3 separate regions of the Sus scrofa genome follow, and regions 2 and 3 are each linked to region 1. The links are chromatin contacts, called in public HiChIP or PLAC-seq maps. All regions are on one chromosome and are shown on one strand. The core of a region is the stretch at or near the end of the contact, and the rest is flanking DNA. Distances in the headings are between cores, read along the strand shown. Region 1 holds the start of HIPK1 (homeodomain-interacting protein kinase 1). Region 2 holds the start of RSBN1 (round spermatid basic protein 1). Region 3 holds the start of PHTF1 (putative homeodomain transcription factor 1).

Region 1 (3,526 bases), core at 779-3,278:
ATTTTCCAAGAGAATTGTGAATCTTGAGATTATCTTTTTTCTTTTAGGAGTTCTGGTTTGGTTTTCGATCTCACGTTAAACCAATCAACTTGCTCTGCAATCCATAAAGCTACAATGTCCAAAGAGATGATAAACTATTCATGGATAAAAAATTCCTGAAGATACCACCAGCAAAAGTCCTACTGACTAACTAGTCAGTACATTTACAATATCTCATTCACCATTTTACTCCTCAGATGCTTCACTGGCTTGGCAGCCTCCAGTTCCAACCACAAGTACTTTACCAAAATATCCCTCAAATCAGCAACAGTGTCTTAGAGTCAATCCATCATACCAGTTTTATAACGCAGAACCCTGAGATGATCACATGTATATCCAAAATCACCAGCTGAATTAACTACTATCAGATGAAATGACTTGTTGGTATATTTTTAAGTGTTTTACAGAAAGCTTTAGACCTACGTATAAAAAAGAACTGGTATGATTTGCATTCTCTATAATTAAAAAGAAAAAGGAAAAAACAAAAAACAAAAAAACAACTACAGACCAAGAATCAAAAATAGCTTTACACAAACAAGAGCAAAATTGTAGGTTTTGCTGAGGGCATCAGCCACTTAATTTAACCCCACTTCATCAGGAGCAGGAAGCCATGCTGCTGTTTTCATCAGTTACTAGGAAACAAGTAAGATAAAGGACAGACTGGGCAGTCGAAATTAATATTTTGATGCAATTACTGAAAATTCCCAAAGTGTCGCTAAGAAAAAGCGTCTATCAAGGGCTCCCTCAAGATGAGTATCTGCAACTGAGTCAGTGGTTTAAGGGTAGGAAAGACACCTTCGAGCTTGGGGTTGTTTTTTTCCCCTTCTCTAGCCCCTCCTCCCTTCCCCCACCTAAACAGGAAAGAAAGCGCGCCCAGCATAAACACAGGCCAAAGCTCACGGTTTGTCACCACAACACACTGGAGGTTAGACCAGCGCTCTTAGAGACAGAGCCCCAGGTCTCGGTTGCTAGGCACAAAAAGGGCCTCTTTCCCACAGACCTGTGAACAGCAGGAGCCTTACCCAAGAGTTTTAGTAGTTTCCTCATAACCCGTTTTTTTTTTTTTTTTTTTTAACGAAAGCTTTGGAAAACTGGCGACAGATAGCAAAAGTTTCCCTCTGAGCCAAACCTCTAGATCTGCCTTGCACAGATATACATCAGGTGGGCCGGTCCCACCGAGTCTCCACCATCATTACAATTTACCAACCTAAGGATTAAAAAACTGAAGCCGAAAGGATAGAAAGGCTTCCACACCCACCCCAGCAGCGCCGTCCTTCCCAGACACCGCTTCCCGGTCCGCAACGGCACAAATAATCCCAAACCATGGCGCTAAGCAGAGCTGTGAAATCCACACGCAGAAGCCCCACACTGGGAACCGGCCACAGCAGCCGGGGGAAAAAAACCGGCCGGGTGAGGAGACGCCAGGCGGCCCCCTGTCATCTGAGGACAACAACACGCCCTGGAGAGAAGTGGCAGGAGATAGGGGGAGTTGCCCCGAAAACAAGACCCGAGCCTCCCCACTTTCCTGGGAACGCCATCTCCTCCGCGGCCACGAACGGCCGGGCCGCAGGACTCGGCGCCGGGTCCCGGGTGGGGGCCGCGAAGGGAGGCGCCCCCCGCAGGCCGGGTGCCCGGGAGAACCCGCGGCCGGCCCGGCCCCGCCTCGGGGAGCCGACGGGAGGTCGCTCCCGCCGGGGCCCCTGCCTGCCCGCCTGCCCGCCCGCCCGCCCCGACTCACCGCCGGTGTGTCTGGTTCTCAGCCGCGAGCTGGGGCTGCCGTGAGGAGGCGGCGGAGGAGACGAGATCCGGGGCCCCGCCGCCGGGTCATCATACCCCCGCGCGAGCCGGCCCGGGCCCCGGCCCCCGCCCCCCGGAGCCGTCCCTGCGCCCGTCCCGCGGGGGGAGCCCCCTCAGCCTCCCGCCCGTGCCGCCGCCCGGCCCCTCGCCGCCGCCGCCGCCGCCTCAGCCCCGCGCACTCCCGCCTCGGCCTCCCGCTGCCGTCCGGGGCCACCGCCGGCCCCTCGCTCCGCAGCCGCCGTTGTCGCCAGACCAGATAAGCTGAGCGCCGAGCGGCCGCCCCCATCCGGCCGGCCCCGCCTCGCGGGAACTAGTCCCCCGCCCCGCGCCATGACACCTACTGAGGCGGAAGTGCCGGAGGGCGGGCGGGTCAGGCCGACCGCATCGTACTGATGGGAATGGGAGTGGGTGGGCCTCCGTGGGGAGCCAGCGTGGATCGCGTGCGGGGGTCGGATTCTCCGCCCCCTCCGCACGGCCGACTCCGCTGTGATCAAAAAGTGCTTGGTGGCGGTGGGGAGGTCCAGCTTTAAAATGTCATCCCCGCCAATGTGACATCACCACCGGCTTGTGTGACACCCCTCAGAAATTGGGCAGCGCGCAGGGAGGCAGTGCCTGCCCGGGAAGCCCCCCTGCTGGTGAGGAATTACCTCCGTTTAGGCTTTACTGTTCCTCGCTATCTAGAGACGTCCTGAGTGACAGCCGCGTAGGGGATCAGTAAGCCTCCACGAACATTAGCAGCCCCTTAAGGTGCTCTTCCATTGCCACCTTGGAAACCTTGGTTTGCATTGGATGAGAAAGAATAGCTTCGCACTGAGCCTAACCCCTCAAAACCTGTAGTGAGCAAATACTACCATAATTTTCTCTTCTCTACCAGGAGATAGTAAAGCCGGGTATTCAGGAAACGGCATGTGTTGGGCACACAACATTCTGAAAAAACATAAACACTGCATGGAAACTGGGTTATCCTAATAGAAAGACAGTTGCCATCTCCCAGGGCCAAGATATTCTGGAACACTTCAGATGTACCTCTCACTATGTGAAATGCTCTGATTCCTAAAGTGTGGGACACTTGTAGGGAGAAGGTAGTATATATATATATATACTTTTTTTTTCATCCCTCAGGTGTTGGAGGCAACAGGGATCTGAGCCCTAGAAAGTAGCTGTACAGCAATAATACATAAATACCAGATATGTATTTGCATATGCTCTTTAAGGAGTGGGTAGATATGGCTAAGACAAGATTCTGCTATCAAGTTCTATTTCTCCGGTCTCACTCATACATCCTTGACCTCTTTGAATCAGAGATAATTTTTGTGAAGATGTGCTAAAGTGATTATACTACCTTTGGGATTCTCTCCTGGCTTAACAACACTGGGAGCAGTTCTGTTTTACTGGGAACAGGGAAGTGTATTTCCCTAGAGAACTAGGGTTAACAGAAGTGTTCAATCCCATAGGGAAGCTTTGTTTGCTTATTTTCATAGAAACTTAGAGAACACAAAGTCCTACACTGGGCTAACCTGGGAAACATCAAGACACAGAGTGCGGGTGAGCATGCCTGCCTGGGGAACCAGGAAAAAGGCAGAACTTGGGTTCTGGGGTAGAATAGATTCCAATTGAAAAGCAGGCTTCAAACACACTAATTGCTTACCATGTCTTGGTTCCAGCCAACTCCATGACAGGCTTCTAAGAT
Region 2 (3,578 bases), core at 791-3,290, 130 kb after region 1:
TCATTTAAATATTAACCTATTAGAATGCCTTTACAATCTATTACTAACTTAATCAAAGATGCGTCTAAACTTTTGGAAAAAACTCCATGTATTTGCATGTATAATACACACTAAAATCCAAGTGATAATTTCTATATAAGAAATCTTTTTTCATTCAATTTTGTTTTTGTTCCCAGGTTTTGCAAATCGTTTTTCAAAACCCAAAGGACCAAGGAAACCACCATCAACTTGGAATCTTTAACACAACTTTGGAATATAGACTGGAACTGAATATGCAAATAAAACTACTAGAATACTGCTAGCTAAAATAAATGATCTATATTCATAATATCAACAATGAAGATATGGAATGTGTTAGTTTTTAAAAGAAAAGCAATATGCAAATAAGTGCCAGAAGTTTTACATTTTCATCTCATTTACATTGGGTTGGGAAAGTGCAAATAAGAGTTTGTCACTTGAGCTATGTATAAAGAATGCTGTATAAGAAAGTTTTAGAATGGACTTATTTTCCATTTTTGGAAGTTATTTTTATTTTACTTTACTTTTCTACCTAAATAGAAACTAAAAGACTTGTAAGAATTGGATCTCAATTAAATGTCGGATACTGCCAGAAATGACTATAAATAGCGTTTTGAAAAAATCTTACTTTGTGGTTACAGTACAAAATTACTGCTTGTGACAATGACTATTCTCTGGGAGTTATTTTTGCCTAAATGGAGTATACATCTTTCTAAATGTTGTGGGAAATAAAGAGTAGTAAGAAAAGAAGTTATATTTAAGAGAATAAAATATGTGTGTAATGCCAGTAATCAATCTTTTATATGGATACACCAAATAACAAGAGTTCAGTTACATTTCTGATGAGTTTTAGGTGAAATTATTCAATTACTAAATCTAGAAGAATAATCAACAAAGTAGCTATCTTTTGATAGCATTTTTTTTTTCATCTCAAAAGTCCTATATAAATAAACATGGACAATTTATATTCAGCTCATCAGAGGTACTACTACTTAAATTTTTTTTTCTATGTGAATATGGCTCTGTGTTAAGAAAGTTTATCTAATTTTATGTAACAAATAAATTAGCAGGTAATAATTAAGCATTCTGCTGAATTCCCCTCAACGATTTCATTTAAAATTTTTATAAACTCTCTAAAAATCAAATACTTAAGACAGTATTTGTTCTTCAATATTTTTCATTAGCAATCCCAACGAAGGCACACATTGGATGAAATATTACCTGTTTATTGTGTAATGTATACAACAGGTGCTCAATAAACTTCTGTTTTTAAACTAACTTTAGTGTTCGTTGAGTTGAATCCTTCTTGAGGCACTAGAGGTACCAAACCACAGTGATTTTATCTGAGTACTTTATTGTAATCTATTACTTCCGAATATCTTTATCAAGGAGATAAAATCCTAACGCGATGGCGAAATTGTAAATAAATTTCTGTCCAGAAACCTTGGGGAGCAGTGACGATTTCTGGAGTGTTCTCTGGGAGGCACACTTCTCAAGTTTATGCAACCTTATACTTAAACGATTTGAAAAAACCTTAAATTCCTAAACACGCTTTTCCATCTAGAATTTTTTCTTAACTGTAGAGATGGACTCGACCCTTCCAAGCACTAGCTGGGATGGGGCTCGACCGCGAGCTGGGGCGGCGCTCATCAGTCTCTCAAGCAGTTCTTGCACCTGCCTCGTCGCGCCTCTACTTGTAACCATAGCAATCGGTGGCTAGGAAGAGGTTCAAAAATGTCTGATTTGCAGTTCCGCTCTATTTTAAAGCAAAATCGCCCTCAGAGCACATTACTAAGTGCCCCTTTCCTCCGCATCTCAACGCTTGTCCAAGGGTAAAAGGCCGGAGATTCTTTTACCTCACAAAGGTTATGGAAGGAAGAGGAAATTTAAAAGTAACTATGGAGACACCTCCTCTGTGTTAAACGACGAAGGGGCAAACGGAGACGATAATGGGAACGCGCCGACAGACTCCGAAAGCCATTAACATTGTTTCGGCCGTTAAGGCGGGGCTTGGCGGTTGCGTCGCATCCCGAAGCGTGACTCGGCGCACGCTCTCTTTCTGCTCCTCCGCTTGCCGAGCCAGCGACGCGGAGGGGGCGCGGGGGAACTACCGCTCCCGTGAGGCTCTGCGCGGCCCAGGGTGCTTTACAATAGAGCTGGGTCGGCGGGGCCTGCGGAGAAGAGCTGGGAAGTGCCGCTTCCGGCTTGTTCAGCTCTGGACGAAGAATGGCCGAGAAGTGGAGGGTGGGGGAGAGACTCCAATGCCCAGCGGGCCGTGCGCGGGCGGCGCCTGCGCGGTACGCGGACGGGGGGGCGGTCGGGCCATTTAAATGTGTGTTTGTGGGTGAAATGGCTGCGCAGGTCGGAGCGGTGCGCGTAGTACGGGCGGTGGCGGCGCAGGAGGAGCCGGACAAAGAGGGGAAGGAGAAGCCCCATGCTGGGGTCTCGCCACGGGGAGTGAAGCGGCAACGTCGAGCGAGCAGTGGGGGGTCTCAGGAGAAGCGGGGGCGGCCGAGCCAGGACCCCCCTCTCGCTCCCCCTCACCGGCGCCGTCGCAGCCGCCAACATCCCGGGCCGCTGCCGCCAACGAATGCCGCCCCAACTGTCCCAGGCCCTGTTGAGCCTCTGCTCCTGCCGCCTCCGCCGCCACCTTCGCTGGCACCCGCCGGGCCCGCTGTCGCTGCCCCGCTCCCCGCTCCGGGCACCTCGGCCCTCTTCACCTTCTCGCCGCTGACGGTGAGCGCGGCCGGGCCCAAGCATAAGGGCCACAAGGAGCGGCACAAGCACCATCACCACCGCGGCTCTGATGGTGATCCCAGCTCCTGCGTTCCGGGAGAGCTCAAGCACAAGGACAAGCAGGAAAACGGCGAGAGGACTGGAGGGGTGCCTCTAATCAAGGCCCCCAAGAGAGGTGAGAGGGGGCGATGTGCCCCGAGCTTGAGTTCCATCTAGGTCTCCTCTCTCTGTTGCGATATCCCGCCCCTTTAGCCCTGAAAGACGCCACCCCCCTGCTTACCTCCTGCTGCTCTACTCCCTTGAGCCTGCTGGGGTGGACCCTGGATTTCAAACCGTTGACATAGTCTGACCTACTTGGGGCTCCTCGTTTCGAGGCCGAGCTGTCAGTTAGTAACCCTCTTGTCCCCTCCCGAGCCCTTACCAACGTTTGTTTTCAAATTCGCCAGGCTTTCCGCGCCGCGCGGTCCTTGGCGTGGGATTAGTGGGTTATTAAAAACTGCCTGTCTAAAGTAAAGGTTTGTCGCTGAAATCCTTTTTTCCCGTTTTCCTTGATGGGAAGCTTTAATATTCCCTCTCTTCTGCTCCAAAATATTTACGAGTGTGGTTTGGGGCTTTAATGAGTTTAAATTTTTACGGAGATCAATTCGACTCACTGGTTTTCTTAGCTTCTGCAAGGTGATATATCAGATGCAGTTTATCTTGGTTGGTTTTTTACTTGGAGGTAAAAAAATCATTTTTAATCTTTATGTGCAAGCTTAATTTTCAGAAAAGTAGTGGGGGAGGTTTCCTCTCCTTGATCCTAGACTATTGGCCCAACCGTACCT
Region 3 (3,304 bases), core at 797-3,296, 180 kb after region 1:
CGAAATGAATAGCACATGTGAATTCCAGGTACGGGGTACCTGTTTCTTAAATATTTATCCCTTCCTTCTGTGTTGTGTGTTGTTTTGTAGTGTTTTAGAAACTCTTGTGACTTTTCTGTCCTAAAGACAACGTCACAGATACCTGGAGAAAATTTCAATCCACATCAAGAGGCAGTTTGGGAGAAGAAGAAAAACTATACTTGGCATTTGTGGCAGTTATGCCTCTTGCTGCATAAATTGATTTATACTTATGAGAGAAAAATCTTAGATTTTTGTTCTGGGGAGCTAATTATTTTTCCTTTCATTTCTTTTTTTCTTTTTTTTTTTAGGGCCGCATCTGTGGCATGTGGACATTCCTAGGCTAGGTGTAGAATTGGAGCTGCAGCTGCTGGCCTCCACAGCCACCAATCCTTAACTAATTAATCAAGCCAGGAAACAAACCCACATCCTCATGGATACTAGTCAGGGTCTTAACCTGCTGAGCCACAATGGGAACTCCTGGGATGCCGGCATTTTTGAAGGTATAGGCACGCAATGTTAGTTAATGAAGGTGATTTATAGATGTTTCAGATGTCATTGATGTATTGACATAACCCAGTGTATTTTTTTCCTCATCAGTTTTTGTGTGAACTTCTCTATAATTAACCTACCTGTCCTAAACACTGATAGCCCTTACTTAGGATTAGGAAAGGAAAAGGAAGCAAACAGTTTTAAGTAACTGCTGTGGGCCAGGCATTTTATATCAGAGTATTACCTCATTTAATCCTCACAGCCTTGAGTAGGAAATTAACAATACAAGTAAGAACACAGGCTTGTTATGTTGAATAAATTGCATAAGGTCACACAGTTTGTCAGTGGGAGCAGGGATGTGAATGCAGTTCTGGGTTCAAAGCCTATGCTTTGTTCAGTGAGAGCCCTACATTTGTAAAGGGGGTCCTGAAATAAGATTTGCTGTTTACCACTCTTCTCTAGTGTGTCTTACCTGGTTTCTGTTCTAGGAACTCCCCTCAAAGCCTATTTGTGTGCTAAGCAATGAAGTAAAATTTTCCTATTTAGTGTAATTTACGTCTTAAAGCAAAAATGGACATTTTCCAGTTTTTGTTTTTTTTGTTTTTTTTAAGGCAGCCGTTTGTTTGGAAACCCAACAGAAGTGTCATGTTTAGCTCTAGGGAAGGAGAACCTGTCAGAACAAAAGCAGAAAGAAAACCACTGCCAATGTGTGCAATATAGAAATCAAGCCTGGAGTTCCCGTCATGGTGCATTGGAAACGAGTCTGGCTAGGAACTAGAGGCTGCAGGTTCGATGCCTGGCCTCGTTCAGTGGGTTAAGGATCTGGTGTTGCTGTGAGCTGTGGTGTAAGACGCCGCTCGGACCTGGCCTTGCTGTGGCTCTGGCGTTGGCCGGCAGCTGTAGCTCCGATTTGACCCCTAGCCTGGGAACCTTCATATGCTGTGGGTGCGGCCCCCAAAAGACCAAAAATAAATACATAAATAAAACTGAGTAGTGCTATTCATTAAAATGAAAAATCAAGCCCGGGTGAAATAAATTAGTTCTATGGGTGTTATTTTTATCTTAGTCGACTTTCCTCAAAACGGGGGTAACTTACGCCTTTATATCGATTTGATAGATAATCAAAAATAATGATGTAAATCATTTAGAACTGCACTCCTTAGAAGGCTTGCTGAAGTGGTCTCATCATCGCAGCTTCAACTGACTCAAACGCTGCGTGCTGGGCTAGCAAGGACATTGCTTCAGTTGAGGTGAGAATGGCCGTTAGGGGTCAGTGTTCCATTAATGGCCAAAAGAAAAAAAGCAGGGAAGCAGCTTAAAACCTTATTAACGTACCCTTAAATATTCATTAGCGGTCGCAACCGTCCCTTTTCCCTGGCCTCTATCAGCCTGCTTGAATTAACCTAGAAACAGTTCTTCCTGCCGCTCCCCTCCGCTCCGGTATTTGGGGAAAGGGCCCCGAGCTGCCGGAAGCCTCGGCCTCCTCTTCCTTTACCCTTGAGCACCTAGAAAGCTTAAGTCCTAGAGCAGCGGAGGGAGGAGCGAGGCGGGGAATCAGCCACAGCCCGCCAGGCCCTTCGTCTCAGGACGGCGTAAATTCTTGACAACATTCTTTCATTCAGCAAAGATTGGGAACCTATGTGCCGGGCTCGTGCCAGACCCCCGTCTCTCACCTCATGGAGCCCACAGCCCATTGAGGACGACCGGGTAGTAAATAACGAAGCACTAAAACCCTATAAAATCACAAGGAAAGAAGAGGGTCGCAAAGAAATGAACGGGGAACTATTGGAATATCGGGACCGACCTCCTTTAGATCGATGTCTGGGAAAGTCATTTCCGAGCAAGTGACCTGAACGGTGATCTTGAGCAGCTGCTCTGGGCCGAGATCTCGGTGTATCTCCCTAGCTCCTCGTTCAGGAGCCCTGCGGAGGCTCGGCTGGAAGGCCCCGGGCGGGGGCGGAGCCATCTTCTCAGCAAAACCCGGAAAGCGGAAGCCGAGGCCCGGCTGCACCGTGGTCTGCGGAGCTGCAGTTGCCCAGGTCTCGGCCGGCTGAGTCACGGCCCTGCCGGGCCCGGCCTAGCGAGGACGCGCCCCCAAGCAGCTGCCAGCCGAGCCCTGGGGGCTCTGCACTTGACTTTTCCAGTCGGGCACAAAGCCTTTTGCCGTTGCCGTGGCGACTAGCAACCTGGCGAAGACCCCTTTCACTTTCTATCCCCCTCCTTTCCCAGTTCCTTCTTTGCTTATTTTGGGGTCAGTCCGATGACCCTATAGGTCTGGCTAGCAGGGCGCCGGCTCTCTGGCAACAGACTGCCCTCCTCCGGGCGCTGGGCGGCCGGCTACTTCTCAGGCTGGGGCGGCCTCGGCAGTCTCCATGGTAACGGCCCCGCCGGCGTCTCAGCCTGGGAGGGAAGATGCTGCCTGCCGGGCCCGCTCCCTTGCCCCCGGCCTCACGGCCGGGCAGGGGCCACTGAGGAAGAAGGTCCCGGCCGCCGGACTTCGGGGCAGGGGGCACCAGGTGAGAGCTGGACTCTGGGGAGCGGAAGAGGTGGGGTGCAGGTCAACTCCAGCGACCTCCCCTCCTCTCCCCCTTCCCTGCATCAAACGCTCGCACAAAATATCGCAAGAGAGGCTTCTGTCGCCACTGCGCCAGAGGTTTTTTTGGTATGTTTTTGTTTCTCCTGGCAAATAGCCGGAGAACGAGACCCGGAGAGGCTGAGAGAAGCGGTTTTGAGTTCTACCCAAACTGCGAGAGTCCCTTTCAGCAACTGCACTCACCGACTGGTGTTCCTTCAT

Evidence for each region. HiChIP or PLAC-seq counts read pairs in DNA pulled down with a chosen protein or histone mark.
Region 2: an H3K27ac HiChIP or PLAC-seq map of alveolar macrophages shows a contact between it and region 1. The contact joins the promoter of RSBN1 here to the promoter of HIPK1 in region 1. A contact is called at or near these places in 2 of 5 promoter capture datasets (fetal liver and liver), 2 of 47 Hi-C or Micro-C datasets (heart right ventricle and liver) and 2 of 2 datasets of contacts at active chromatin or transcription factors (alveolar macrophages and skeletal muscle).
Region 3: a contact with region 1 is called in an H3K27ac HiChIP or PLAC-seq map of alveolar macrophages. The contact joins the promoter of PHTF1 here to the promoter of HIPK1 in region 1. A contact is called at or near these places in 1 of 5 promoter capture datasets (fetal liver), 1 of 47 Hi-C or Micro-C datasets (skeletal muscle) and 2 of 2 datasets of contacts at active chromatin or transcription factors (alveolar macrophages and skeletal muscle).

Annotation. Positions count from the first base shown.
Region 1 is chr4:106,625,086-106,628,611 of Sscrofa11.1, forward strand. It overlaps HIPK1 (homeodomain-interacting protein kinase 1), which reads right to left and starts at 2,029. Exons shown (of 16, transcript XM_021090012.1): 1 at 1,778-2,029.
Region 2 is chr4:106,756,806-106,760,383 of Sscrofa11.1, forward strand. It overlaps RSBN1 (round spermatid basic protein 1), which reads left to right and starts at 2,041. Exons shown (of 7, transcript XM_021090720.1): 1 at 2,041-2,929. The coding sequence starts at 2,245. It overlaps PTPN22 (tyrosine-protein phosphatase non-receptor type 22), which reads left to right. Exons shown (of 21, transcript XM_021090719.1): 21 at 177-1,296. The coding sequence ends at 241.
Region 3 is chr4:106,806,880-106,810,183 of Sscrofa11.1, forward strand. It overlaps PHTF1 (putative homeodomain transcription factor 1), which reads left to right and starts at 2,047. Exons shown (of 22, transcript XM_021090726.1): 1 at 2,047-3,026. It overlaps LOC110260434 (a long non-coding RNA gene), which reads right to left and starts at 2,840. Exons shown (of 2, transcript XR_002343727.1): 1 at 2,315-2,840.